Linked DNA regions of Mus musculus: region 2 is linked to region 1. A link is a contact called in public HiChIP or PLAC-seq data. All regions are on one chromosome and are shown on one strand. The core of a region is the stretch at or near the end of the contact, and the rest is flanking DNA. Distances in the headings are between cores, read along the strand shown. Region 1 has its middle 9.3 kb from the start of Rps6ka1. Region 2 holds the start of Pdik1l (PDLIM1 interacting kinase 1 like).

What was found. HiChIP or PLAC-seq counts read pairs in DNA pulled down with a chosen protein or histone mark.
Region 2: a FOXA1 HiChIP or PLAC-seq map of pancreatic cancer cells shows a contact between it and region 1. The contact joins the promoter of Pdik1l here to the enhancer-like site in region 1. A contact is called at or near these places in 1 of 39 promoter capture datasets (pre-B cells), 5 of 115 datasets of contacts at active chromatin or transcription factors (embryonic stem cells, large pre-B cells, pancreatic cancer cells and 1 more) and 1 of 9 other capture datasets (adipose tissue).

What each region holds. Positions count from the first base shown.
Region 1 is chr4:133,893,480-133,900,791 of GRCm38.p6, reverse strand. No RefSeq gene overlaps it. Among named protein-coding and RNA genes, the nearest start is that of Rps6ka1, 9.3 kb to the right of the region's middle. Within about 2 kb of position 3,206, at least 55 of the 459 cell types and tissues checked have an H3K27ac peak or open chromatin away from gene starts, as enhancers often do. A contact at or near this core is called in embryonic stem cells and pancreatic cancer cells, where this site is marked.
Region 2 is chr4:134,284,032-134,291,343 of GRCm38.p6, reverse strand. It overlaps Pdik1l (PDLIM1 interacting kinase 1 like), which reads left to right and starts at 4,091. Exons shown (of 3, transcript NM_001163794.1): 1 at 4,091-4,183; 2 at 6,797-7,098. The coding sequence starts at 6,814.

The DNA.
Region 1 (7,312 bases), core at 1,957-4,456:
CTGTAGACCAGGCTGGCCTCGAACTCAGAAATCCGCCTGCCTCTGCCTCCCAAGTGGTGGGATTAAAGGCGTGCGCCACCACGCCCTTCAAGAAAGGACAGTTTTATCACTAACCTCATTTAGAATTGCGGGAATGTGGAGACAATAAAAGGCGTACCCATTGTCATTACAATGTCTTAAAAGTCTTACAGAGAATGCATGGCTCAGTGCTTGAACAGAGCTAACAGGCCACCACCCTCAGTAGATTCTGCCCTAGGCCACCAGTTTCCAAGCTCTGACTAAGGTGAGCCCAGAGGTACCTCCCAAAGCTAACTTTCCAGTTCTGACACCACAAGGGCTGGTAGCAAGTCAGCGGCTGATGTAGGTCTTAGTTTCTTCAGAAACAAATCCATAAGCCACACCTGCCCCTTCCAGGCAGGGGAATGAAGACAGTGCCCAGAGATCCGCTGCACACATGGCGGGCCGCCACAGTGCCACAAAGGGATAGAGGTGAAAGGAAATAAAACTGTAATTCATGTAATGTATGTCAAATAGCCCAAAGAGTTGTTTGTGAGCTTTGAAACCTGGGGCTGAGAACATAGCAGAACAGACCAGGACATGCCCGGGCAGGCCCATCGCCTCCGTATCTCCCACCCCTCTGACCTAAGTTAAATGTTACAGGCTGCTGATGTTTAAATGGACCAATCATGTGAAACTGCGCCAATTCCTCCCCCAGCCCCACTCCTTTTCTATAAAAACCCCTAGCTTCCAAGCCTCGTGGTCGAATCCACTGTCTCCTGTGTGAGATACGTTTCGATCCGGAGCTCCGCCATTAAAATACCTCTTGTTGTTACATCAAGGTGTTGTGTTCTATTCGTGATTCTTGGGTGCACGCCGAATCGGGAGTTGAGTGGGGGTTTCCCCACTGAGTTCTTTCATTGGCAACCCTATCACTCTCTACAGACTAGATGTGATGGCTTGTCCCTATAATTCCATCACTTGAGACATCGAGGCAACAGGACTCTGGCTGGTTTGAAGCCACTCTGGTCTACATAGTAAGTTCTAGACTAGCCTGGGTTAGAGAGTAAGATACTGTCTCAAAAACATCAACAACAAACCCACAAAAGGGTGATGAGTTCTGTCGTCCCCACAAAGCGGCTCCTGAGTCCACATTCTGGGATAAGGGAAGGGGATCTGGGTGGATCCTATTAGCTCAGATCCTATTGGCTGGTCACAATGATGGGATGCTGAGCTGCTATTGGGTGGCACCTGGTGGGTGGAACATTTCCCTTCCTCAGGGTTGGGGCTCCAGAGAAGCAGCCTGAAAGGAAATATTCCACTTGGACAGGCCTGACCTGCTTGTTTGACTCTCTGTCTCCTCTAAGAATGTAAGTTCCTAGAGCCCGCCACACACTGTTTCCCAAGAGACTGATCGTAAATATTTCAGACTTCGCAGGCCATATGGTCTCTGTTGCAACTACTTAACGTAGTGAGAAGGAAGCACAGAGGAGCCACAAACGGAGCATGGCTGTGTTCCAATAAAACTTTATTTACGCGTGTTCAAATCTGAATTTTGTACAAATGTCATGCATCGTCACTTTTTTTTTCTTCACTTAAAATTATTTCAAAATGTAAAAAAACCATCAGACTCAGTGGCCTACACCTGTACTCTCAGCGCTCAGGAAGCAGAGGCAGGTGGATGTCTGTGATGAGGCTTGCCTGCTCTAGAGAGCCAGTGCTTACCTAGGTAACAAATGCAAAGACTGAGGCTGAGAGAGGTTATCTTGAATACTCAGGGTCACTTGGCTAAGAGAGATGAGCTAAGAGCTCAGGTGTGCAGCGCTGGACCCCAAGCAAGATCTGTGGCCTGTGGCATTATCTGCGTACCCATGCATACAGCAGGAAACAGGAGGCTGCAGCTTTTGTGTTTGATTTTATTGGTTTTATTTAGCATTTATTTATTTAGCTGGTCTCTCTGTAACAACCCTGGCTGGCCTGGCCGACCAGGCTGGTGGTTTTATTTACTTTTAAGATAAGCGTCTCAATGTGGGCTGGAACTCAGAGCCCTGTCTCAGCCTAAGGTGCCGATCCAGGAATGTCACCTGTCCCCTCCTGGAGCTTACTTCTCATGGGGAGGGCAGACAGATGAGCATGCAGTTGGATTGCTAGCGAGCCTGCAGCCACAGCATTTGGGCTACAGTTACTGTGCCACGTCATTACAGCGGAGATTCGAGATGCTGATGAAGTGAAGGCATGAACCCCCCAGAGCTGGGGAAAGAATGTTCCAGACAGAGGGCACAGCAAGGGTAGCACGGGAGAGAGCTCACCAGGCATGTGCAGTGAGCGGCAAGGATGATGGCAGCAGGAGGGCAGAGAGCCAAGACAAGTGGCACCGGGAAGATGCAGAGGGAGTATTCATCCTTCCTGCGGGGCTCTGCAGGCAAAAGCCTGGGTTTTGTTTGACACGTCCTGGAGGAGGTGCAAGTGGGGTGTGACCCTGGCCCTACAGGAGAGGCACTTCTCTCCCCCCAGCTGCTCCCTCCTCCCTCTCTCCCCAACACTGGGGTGCTTTGAGATTACAGATGTTGTTTTTCAGGTTTCCAGTCCAGCTACAATACCCGCTGTCTGGCTGTGGGCAACCCTATCCCTCTCTGAGCCTCAATTTTCTTATGATTTACGTCTCGAGGCCTTGGTAGAAATAGCTGATGAGATCTTGCTTGCAAACTTCAGTTCCAGACAGGAGACATAGTTGTCCAACCTCAGGTGCCCAGGAGGCTTAGGATGTAGCTCAATGGTGGGGGCATTTGCCTAGCAAGCTCAGGGCCTAGGTTCTGTTTTCAGTATAGAGAGGGAGGGGTAGAGGGAAGGAAGAAAAGAAGGGAGGGAAGAGAGGGAGGAAGGAAGGAAGGAGGAGGAGGAGGGACAGAGGGAGAAGGAGAGGGAAGGAGTCAGGCAGAAAGGTAGGCCATAAGCCCCCACCCGCTGCTTGTGCTGATTATGATGTAAATGCTCAGCCTGGTTCGGACCAACTGAGATTCCTCGGTAAAGGTGCGGTCCCTACAGTAACCGCCTCCTGCTGTTTTACCTGCTGCCCTCAGACACCAGTGCCAACCAGCCTCTACTCAGAGGCCAGGAGACAACATCACAGAGGAGCCCCCTGGGGCAAGGCCCGTCCACACAAGGACCTCTTCAATGCCACAGCCCACGCAGCTCAGGCTACCACAGAGAGACCCACACCTAGGCCGCAGCCCACACTCACTGCTAGAGTTAGTGCTTTGACAAGGTACAGAGTGATGACCTCACTGTGCCCAGCGTGGCCTCTCACTCATGAGTCATTCCTTTAACAAACACCGCACGTAGCTTCCCAGAACAGCCTGTTCTAACCCTATATTATTACTCGCATTCATATACAGCACTGGCCATCATGGAACATCTTAGAACATGGGTTAGACATGGGGTTTGGGTTACAAGAGTACCACTGCCATTTCATAGCTGGGCCATGTGAGATGTTACACTTTGCCCGGTTTTCTTCTGAGACTGGGTGTCCTAGAAATTGTTATGCAGACATGATGGTCTGAAAGAGAAGTGTCCCTCAGAGTCCTTGGTATTTTAATGCTTGGCTCCCAGTTGGTGGTCCTGTTTGGGAAGGCTCAGGAGGTGTGGCCTATCTGAGGGAAGTGTGTCTCTTAGTGTGGGTTTTGAGAGCTTAAAAACTTCTGCCAGCCATTTAACTTTGCTCTTTGCTTCTTGCCATGAGACTTAAGCTCTCAGCAACTCCAGGTGCCTTTGCCTCCTGCCTGCTGTCACTCTTCCTTCCTTGGTGGTAATTGTCATGAACTAGAATGAGATAGCAGGCAGGGGTGGAGGGTACCTGGCAGGCCCATACCAAGGTGTCCCCTGAGAAATCACACCATGCAACAGACCTGGTATAAAGGAGGTTTGGTGGGGGGGGAAGGAAGGGGAGTGAGGACCTGGAGAAGAGGTAGAGGCAGGCAACCAGAAATACAGCCATGAAGAAAAAATGAGAAAAAGAGGCCAGCCTGGAATAGGTGGGAACAAGGAAAAAGAAAGCAAATCAGTAGGGGCTGGGGGAAGGGGAAGCAAGCAGTCCTTTTTATTTACTGCCTCACCTGGCCCTCACTTGGCCCTCACCTGGCTCCCACCTGGCTCCCACCTGGCCCTCACCTGGCTCTCTCCTGTTGTCAGTGGCAGGCAATAACATAAGCCATTACTAGGTCCCTGAGAGGAACCCAGCAGAATCCCTTGAAAGCCAACAGTCATGGACTCTCATTCCTTTGGAACTATAACCCCCAAATAAACTCATTCTTGTTTAAGTGGCCTCGATTGTACTGTTTTATCACAACAGAAAAGTAACTAAAACAGTAGACAAGGCTAGCCTCGAACTCCCAAGAATTTGCCTCTGCCTTCCAAGTTCTGAAATTAAAGGCATTTAAGGGAGAAGTGGAACCAAGCTTAAGCTGTGTGAGGGTGATAGCTACATGGGTGCTGAGGTTGGGGGCTGTAGTTCACTATAACTCTCTCTTAAATGACTGCTATTTCTACTCCAGGAACAGATGGGAAACTGACCAGACTGACCAAGTGCCCCTAGAGAGCCCATCTGTCCTCTGGGCTCCCCTCTTGCCACAGTGACACATGGCTCTCCAACACCTCCACAGAATGGAGACATGGGATGTGAAATGAATTCATCAAAAGTTCAAGGAGGCTGGGCAGTGGTGGCGCACGCCTTTAATCCTGGCACTCGGAAGGCAGAGGCAGGCACATCTCTGAGTTTGAGGGCAGCTTGGTTTCCAGAGGGAGTTCTAGGACAGCCAGGGTTACACAGAGAAACCCTGCCTGGAAAACCACAGACAATGAACAATGAGGGGTGGGAGAGATGGCTCAGCACTTCAGAGCACCTCGTTCCTCTGCAGGTGGCAGCCCACAACCATCTGTCACAGAGTTCCAGGGAATCTGATGCCCTCTTCCCCGTGTGGGCTTTGAGAGCTTGGTGTGGGCATCTCCACAGGCACCAGACAGAAACACATTTAAGGGATACATACCACCATATAGGCAATGTTGTGTGGCGACATTTTCCTGGGGAAGCAAAATACACTCAGCTACTCAACCCAGATAGAGAACCCATGGCAGACCAAAGTGCAGATGCTACCAAAGTCCAACATGGTGAACCAGTGAGTTTTATTAGGGTTACTTATAGGAAGATGGGTGAGGAGTTACTTACAGAAATGACTTAAAGACAATCACGTCACCAAGGTCCACCCCAGCATGGGGGACAGTCCACAAACTCTGGGAAACCGGGAGCTCACCGCACAGCCTGCAGGCAGCTGTTGAGGTTGGACATTGTCCTTCCCGGGGACTTAATTGGTCTAAGTCTCTCCCAGGCCGCTCTGGGGGGGGGGGGTCTGCTTCTTCCAAGCAGCCAGCTTTTTCTTTGTAGCTTTTCTCCCCAAATATATACATGCATGAGTGTGCACGCATGCGCGTGCACATGCACGCGCTTGCACACACACACACACAATATGTTTGACATTTAGTCTAGGCTCCACCCCATAGTTACCTGGCATCAGCCAGGTGTGCCTGACTCACTATAAAAGGGGCTGCCCATCCCCTCCTCTCTCTTGCCTTCTTGTTCTTGCTCTGTCCTCTTGCCCCTTCCCTCTCTCTCTCCACGTGCTCATGGCCGCCTCTACTCCTCTACTCTCTGCCTTTCTCTGTCTGTACTACCCTCTCAACTCCCCTCCTCATACCCTGAATAAACTAACTCTCTCTCTCTCTCTCTCTCTCTCCATCCATCCATCCAGCCATACATACATATATGCACACACACATATGTATGTATGTATGTATGTATGTATGTATGTATGTATGTATGTATGTATTTGGGGGAGGGGAGACTCTCAGCTTTTATTGTTTACTCTGCCGAAGAGAGCCAAGTGAATCCGGTCAGTTTCTGGAAGTTCTTGCAGCTATTCTTTAGTTATTTACCTTCCTGTTTAAGAGCTCCCCTGAAGGATGAAATGTGTTGTTGTTGTTGTTTTGTTTCTTTCTAGTGGTTTGGCTTTGGTTTTTCTGTGTAGCCCTGGCTGCCCTAGAACTTACTCTTTAGACCAGGCTGGCCTTGAACTCACAGAGATCCATCACAAGCCTCTACCTCCTGAGTGCTAGGATTAAAAGCATGCACCACTCACATGAAGGTAGCCTACCACTGCACTGGGGTTTTTGGTTTTTTTTGTTCTGTTTTGTTCTTGGTTTTTCGAGACAGGGTTTCTCTGTATAACCCTGGCTGTCCTGGAACTCACTTTGTAGACCAGGCTGGCCTCGAACTCAGAAATCCACCTGCCTTTGCCTCCTGAGTGCTGGGATTAAAAGCGTGCGCCACCACACCCGGCTGCACTGGGGTTTTGATTCAATAACTTTATGGCTTCTTAGTATCCTTTTAGATTCCCCACCCCCTTTCAATTAATTAACCCAGCCCCAGTAGGGCTGTAAGGCAGATTGAAGCCCCATTGTACCTGGTGGTATCTCCAATGGCTTTCCAAATTTGCAAGACATTCAGAGGTTAGCATTATATCATCTATGTAACAAACTGACTTCCTGCAGAAGGGCCACATCCCAAACCAGTGCTCTTTAACATGTAGCAGGGCTACAGAGAGAGAGCGTTGTCCAGACTCTCTGAGTCTGTCACCATCTCTCCTCAGTGTCATGGGACCCCAGAGGTTCACAGCTAAGATTAAATCGGACATCAGCATCCATGGACCTGTTCCATCCAGTTCTATCAGCAGCTTCCTCCACAGATCAAGGTTGGGTACAAAGCACGGTTAGGAGGCGCTAAGTTAATTAGCTCCCTACTGTAATCTTCTCTCTGAGCTGCCACACTTCCATATCCTGGAGCTCTTCCATGGATCCTCCCGATAAACTCAGAGGGCCCACTTAACTTGCTCAGACCTACTTAGGGCCCTGTTCTCCCCAGCCGCACCAGGCTCCTCAGAAATCCACCTTCTCTGCCACCTGTGTGCTGGGATTAAAGGCACGTTCGACCACCTCCTGGCATGTCAGATGCATTTCTGATTACATACAATGGAAGCCACTGCTTACCTAGAGTCTTGACTCATCAAGCAGGTGGCAGGGCATCCCATATCACACAGACAAAAGAGACTGCCATCCCGGGATTCCTCCCACAGACACTACTAATCCTGATGGCGACTTAGTCGCATGTGTCACTGTGGATATTAAAACATGCAACTGCCCTCATAGGACAGAGGCACACTACCACACACCATAGAGGAAAGAAAACTCTATTGGAATTTCCTCTGCG
Region 2 (7,312 bases), core at 2,842-5,341, 390 kb before region 1:
GACACACCAGAAGAGGGCGTCAGCTCTCATTACAGATGGTTGTGAACCACCATGTGGTTGCTGGGATTTGAACTCAGGACCTTTGGAAAAGCAGTCGGGTGCTCTTACCTGCTGAGCCATCTCACCAGCCCCGAAAGTAACTTTTAAAAGCCTACTATTTAGTTATCTGAGATAGAAAACACAAAAGAGCAGAAAACTGCTATGGTGGTTTGAATAGGATTGGCCCTTGGGAAGTGGCACTAGTAGAAGGTCTAGCCTTGTCGGAAGAAGTGTGTTACTGTGTAAAAGGGCTTTGAGGTCTCCTAGTCCTCAAGCTCTGCCCAGTGTGGAAGAGTCTCCTCCTGCTGCCTATAGATCACGATGTCTATCTGTACACTGCCGTGCTTCCTGCCGTGCTGGTAACAGACCTCCAAAACTGTAAGCCAGCCCAACTACATGTTCTCCTTTGTAAGAGTTGCCTTGGTCATGGTGTTTCTTCACAGCAATGACTCTAAGACAAATGCTTTTCTTTTCTTCTTCTTCCTCTCCTCCTTTTTTTTTTTTTTTTTTTTTTTTTTAAGACTGGGTTTTTCCTTATAACCCTGGATGTCCTGGAACTCACTTTGTAGACCAGACTGGCCTCGAACTCAGAAATCTGCCTGCCTCTGACTCTCCAATGCTGGGAATTAAAGGCGTGTGCCACCACTGCCTGGCTCTCCTTTTTAAAATTATTTTTGAGACAAAGTCTCAGGATGTAACTATGTATCTCTAGCTATCCTAGAATTCACCATGTAGACTAGGCTGGCCTCAAATTCAAGAGACTTACCTGCCTCTGCCTCCTGAATGCTGGGATTAAATGTATACTACCATCTTTAGCAATGTCAATTTCTTTATGCTAGAGGTAACAGATGTATTTTCCTTAGATATAATTATGAATATTAGTCAGGCTAATGTTATATATACATTATAAATTAATAGGATTTTATATACTCTGTTAAACTATCCTAAAATAATGTGTTCGTGTGTGTGTGTGTGCATGTGCCCATACATACACATAAACACTTGCATGATAGACAGGCTGCCTCACTGAACGGAACATCACCAAGTCAGCCATGTATGATTTCATCCACATCTTTCCCTCTCCTCTGAGCACAGGCAGCACTTTCAGAAGCTTTCATTCTTCCAGTGTTTATCTTCTGTTTTGTGCTCACTCTGTAGCTCTGGCTGGCCTTGAACTCACAGACATCTTCCTGCTGCTTCCCAAGTGCTTGCATTAAAGGTATGTAGCACCATGCCAGCCCCACTGTCTATCTTTTAAATATACACACTTAGGTCAGGCATGATGGCATATTTCTGTAAACCCACTCTCATCCTCTGAGTGTGGGGAGTCAGAGGTGAACGGATCAACAGATCTACGTTGGGCTGGTGTGATGGCTCAGCAAGGTAGAGGCACTGGATATACCCAAGCCTGGTGACCAGAGCTCAGCCCCTGGAATCCCTGTCTTAGTTAGGGTTCCATTGCTGTGAAGACACCCTGACCAAGGCAACTCTTACAGAGGCAAACATTTCATTGGGGCTGGCTTACAGATTCAGAGGTTTAGCCCACTGTCATCATAGCAGGAAGCATGCCAGCATCCAGGCAGATATGGTGATGGAGAAGAAGCTGAGAGTTCTGCATCCTGATTCGGAGGCAACCAGGAGAGATTGACATGCTCAGGCAGCTAGGAGGAGGCTCTCTGCAATGGGTGCAGGCTGAGCCTAAGAGACCTCCACAGCACACCCCCACCGTGACACACTCCCTCCAACAAGGCCAAGCCTTGGAACAGTACGACTCCCTAGGGGCCAAAGATATTCAAGCAACCACATCCCCCAAAGGTAGAAGGTGAAAATGAACTCCACTAAGTTGTCCTCTGACATACATCATACAAACATAAATCCATAATTTTATATTTAAGGTTGCTCAGGTGTGGTAGTATATACATTTAATCCCAGCAACACTCAGGAGGCAGAGGCATCTCTGAGTTCAAGGCCAGCTTGGTCTACAGAGACAGTTTCAGGCCAGCCAGGGCTATAAAGTGAGACCCTGCCTCAAAGGCAAAAGAACTGTAGAATGTAAAGTAATTCTTTTATTGGACGGATAGGCTTTTTAAAAGTTTAAAATATAAGCAACTAACTTTGTTAGTCACATAGAAGATGATGGCACACCGTAAAACACTAGTCTTGTTAGCTTCAGCTGTCAACTTGCCAGCTTAGCTATTTGAGGAAGTGTCCAGTGGGGGATAGCCTCTATCAGACTGGCCTGTAAGCACATCTGTGAGGGGGTTTGTTGATTGCCCAATGTGGGCAGTGCTATTTCTAGGCAGGCCAGCCTAAACTGTTTAGAAATGTAGTTGAGCCATGACCCTGGAGCAAGCCAGTAAGGAGCCTCCCCCACCCCCCACAGTTCCTTCCCTAGTTCCCTCCCTGACTTCCCTCAGTGATGGATGAATTCCCAGTGACCCTAACCCTGAAGGTTTAAGTCAAACAAACCTTTTCCTCCCCTAAGGTATTTTTGGTCAGCAATTTTTCTTTTTAATCACAGCAACAGGAAAGCAGCTAGAACAGGTACGTCCCTTGACGATCCCGTGACATTTTATGACCACAATAAACAAAAAGACTACTCTCATGAAGAGATCTCTTCCTAGTCCATCCTGTTTAACACTGGTAGCCGGCGTCTACTGAGCTTTCCTATTTCCCCCTACTTTCCAGGGCAGGAAGCAAGTCTTGACTGACTCAGTATTCCCAGAAAACGTGAGCACCAATAGGAGGATGGCCCTCAGGACAAACTCTGAATAGATTGCTGGGCTTTTATTAGGAGGGGCTGGAGGACGTTACACTAGGGTGCGAGTGGGTGTTCTAGGAAGACAACTTTTGGTCAATGTGGCAGGTGTTGGTTTCCTCGCCTATGAAAGCAGCAGGGTCAGTAGTAAGGTCTTTACTTTTGGAATATGGTTCAGATTATATAGAAAGTTGCCCAGACCCCAAATATTAGTTTCATAAGCAGATGACAAAGGATGATCCTGGAGGCACTGAGATGCTTAGGGGGCAATGAAGGCAGGATCAACCTTACTAACAAGCAGTAGGTACAGAATAATAAAGAAAAGAATGGGCGTTTCTGGCAGATGCTTACTCAATCTGTGTAACTAACGACGGGCCGGCCAGTTGGTCCTGGTTTCCAAGTGACTGTCACCCCGATCTCAGGGCAACTCAGGGTTATGACTGACAACTGCTGGGGGCATTTGAAAGGTTTTGTGCACGTATTTGAAGAACTCCGGGGGACTGCAGTCCTAGGAGACCTGTTTTGTGTCCGTACACCCGCCTAAAATGGGTCCCAACTCCGGTTCAGGCCAGCTAGGCTGCGCGCCGCAGCCAGGTAGGCCACACCCTCTCTCTCACCCAGCAGGACGCCCCGATCCTCAAGGCCGGGAACAATGAGGTTCCGGCTTCTTTAAGGGAGATACCACCGCGCCGGTGGGGCAGGGGACAGCATCCTCCCAGATGATCGCACCCAGGCCCGCGTCGCTGCCTGGGCCATTGTGCCACCCGCAAACACAGCTCGGTGCCTCGGAACGTAGGTGCAGCCAGCCTCCCAGCACTGGCCGCGCCTCCCCACGGACCCGCCGCCCAGTCCCGCCACCAGCGAGGAAGATGCACCGGGCATCCGGCCCCAGCGAACCGCGCGCTCCAGCCCGCCGCTCGGTAGGTCTGAAGAGGGCGGGCAGCGTAGCCCGCCACGGGGCACGAGCACCGCCGGCTCGGGCCAGCGGCCGCAGCTTCTCTGGGGTCCCGGGACGCGCCCCCCGCTGCGGCTGAGGGCGACCGTCCCCTGCCGCCACCCCTGCAGGGCAGCATTGGTCCGCTCTGCAGCGCGCACACCGCTGGAAACGCTCGGCTGTGCGCCGCGCCAGGGCAGCGACGGAGCGCAATGGCCAGAGCCCGCGGAGGAGAGGCGGGCGCTCGCCCGGCAGCAGGCGGCGCTCGGCTTGCGCACGCGCGCTACGGCAAGCCGGAGGGGGCGGGGCCCGGCGTGAGGGGGTGTGTCCGCGCACCACGGGGGCGCGCGCCGGCTTCTGACTGGAGGCCGCCGCGGCCGAGGGCGCGAGCTGCGCGATAATGGCGGCCTGCAGAGCTCATGAGAGGGAGAAGCGGCGGCGGCTGCCCTGAGGTAAACCTGGCCCTTCGCCGTGCCACGGATGCCCCGCAGTCAGAACCGGTCTCCCTGCATGTGTCTCTGTCCCCAGCAGGCCTGTCACGGACCTCTCAGTGGAGTCATCCCCGGGAAGGCCCGGTGCTGCGCCGGCCACCGGCCGGGGACTGCGGCCTCCGTTCCCGCCCGGGCCACTCCCGGAGTCCGGTCCCCTAGGCTGCAGCCGCCAGGAGTTGAAGCGACTGCGAGGCCCGCTCAGGGGCCACGGGAGGGTCCCTCGGGGTTTCCAGGGACGGCCGCCCGGAGTGAGCTTGCTGCTTGGCCAGTGAGCGCGCCTCGGCGACAGAGCGAGCACCGCTGGCCTTACTTGTCCCCGTCCCCGGCACCAGCAGGTGCATGTCCAAGCCGCCGGTGCCCAGCCCCGGAGGGAGAATGGCAGGCAGGCAGGCAGGAGGGTCCGGGACGTGCCATCGTAAGGCGCTCGGGTTCTCGAAGGATGCTTCAGCAGGGCGTCTCTCCAGCCAGGACCCCAAGGATTTGATAGACACCGTCCTTTCTTATGCAAGGAAGGCGTTCTTCCTTGGGGGGGGGGACCTCTGGCAAGTGGGAGAGGACAGGGGACCGCTGCAGAGAAAAGAGTCACTTGGAAGTGCCTAGTAACCGGGAATCAGCACAGAGCAGGACAGAATGGCCCGCCCGGTGACAGGAAACCTGACATTGGGGAATCCAGGAAGAAATTGAAGGGTAGGCGACCAATACAAGGAAGTAACTCAGGGCAAACCTCAGGAACAGTCATTTTCTTTTAAATCTGGCCAATGAACTTAAAGTAGTCGTTCCGGGAGTCTCCGGTTCCCGGGGCAGTCACTTTGTTTACCTGGTTGTGCAATGTAAATACAATCTTACTCTTCCTGGCCGGCGAAGACAGTGACAGTGAGTGAGGGAGCGTACTGCAGACTCTCCACTCAAAAGAACATTTCTCTGTGGGGCCTGTGCTCCAGCTTGCCTTTAAATGATTTCTCAAGGTACAGCGCCAAAGGACTTTGTCAGAGGATTCCCTGTGATGTATAGGATGCTCCCCCTTTGGCCAGAAAAGACCTAGAATTAAATAACTATGCTAAACAACGATAAAAAGGTAGTTGACTTACTTCATTTTGAGGGAACAGCTCTGCAAAAACTTTATTTGTGCCCATTTTGTAAGAAACAAATAACTAAGCATGCTGGTGCAGGTCTATAACCCTAGTTTTTGGAAGGTGGAAGCAGGAGATTAGGGTCATTCCCTGCTATATAGTAAATTCAGGGGTAGCCTGAGCTACCTGAGACACTGTTGCAAACAAAACATAAGTAAGTGATCTTGACCACTTTTGGTCCATAAACCAAAGTCAGGGGTTTGCATTTCTAAGTGTGAGGGATTTTTATGTTTCACTGCTTTTGTTTGTGTGTTTTCTTCTCAAGACAGGGTCTCTCTGTAGCCCTGGGTATCCTAGAACTCCCTCTGTAGATCAGGCTGGCCTTGAACTCAGAGATCCGCCTTCCTCTGCCTCCTACACGCTGAGATTAAAGGTGTGAGCCACCACCTCTTGATGAAATTTCAAATTTCGGGTATATATATATTTTTAACAATGGCATTTTCAAGCAGTTAAGGATTAAATGAACTTAATATAAAAGTAGCCAGGTTTGGCTACTTAACACACTTGTAATACCACCATTCCAAAGACCAAGGTAGCCAAGGCTATTGAGGTGGCTCAGTGGGTAAAGTTATGTTCTGCCAAGCCATATAACATGAGCTCAGTTTCTGGAACCACATGGTAGAAGGAGAGAACTGACTCCCACATACTGCCCTCTGACTTACACAAAGCTACACACAGATATGTAAAATATACAATAAAATCTTAAAAGATGTGAAAGCCGTCTTGAGCCACATAATCACAAGAACCTGTCTTTTAAAAGAAACAAGACCGGAAGCAAGGCATGGTGACATGAACCTTTAATCCCACACTGGGGAAGCAGAGACAGGCTTATCTCTGAGTTGGAGGCCTGCCAGGGTTTCATAGTGAGATCTTGTTCAAAAAAGGAGTGGGTGGGTGGAGCCTGGAGAGAGTTCAATGGGTAGAACATTTGCTGAGTAAGTCTGGGGGACTGAATTTGGATCCCTAGAACCCATGTGAAGGTAGATGTGCCTTCCTGTGGGGAGATGGGTGGCAGAGACAGAGTGTCCAAAGTTCACAGGCCACTACCCTGGCATATGCTGTAGCAGTGACAGGAGAGCCAAGGTTCTCTCCTAATGGGTGTGCCATGGCATGGGCATGCCTGCACTTATACATAAGAGTCAGGGATGATGGTACTGTAACCATGGCTTCTAAAGCCAGCATAATTCATACATCAAGCTCCAAGCCAGGGAAACTTAGCAAGACCCTGTCTCAAAAACAAAAACTTTAAAAATTAAAGTTCTTGAAATAGTTCATGATACATGGTAAGTGCTATTACCTTTATTATTATTGATAGATTGGTCCAAAGCCTAGCTAAATACTTTCTGAGTACCACAGAAAGTGAAACAGATGGGTAAAGCATGCGTAAGAATACAAGCCAATAGGTCCACCTGATTTCAGCAGAGCACTTTGTTGATTTTTCCAGAAACCTCGACCTTGAAGATGGTGAGTAGCCAGCCAAAGTACGATCTAATACGGGAGGTAGGCCGAGGTAGTTACGGTGTTGTGTATGAAGCAGTCATCAGAAAGACCTCTGCGAGAGTAGCCGTGAAGAAAATTCGATGCCACGCGCCTGAAAATGTTGAACTAGCTCTTCGAGAGTTCTGGGCACTAAGCAGTATCAAGAGCCAACACCCAAATGTGATTCACTTGGAAGAGTGCATCCTACAGAAGGATGGGATGGTGCAAAAGATGTCCCACGGCTCTAATTCTTCCCTTTATTTACAGGTATGTGTCACTGCATAGGAAATGGACCTAAGAGTGGTCAGCAAGAGAAACCAAAGGGCCAGATGAGCTTTGGCTCCCTAAGAGGCAGGGGTTCTGTGGTTCCCTAGGTGTACGTAACGGTCTGTAGAGGAAGGGGGTGTCTGCCTTAAACTTGTGCTTCGCATACCTCAAAGTAACGCAAGCCACCTGCTATGCCTGGTACTTAACCAGTCTG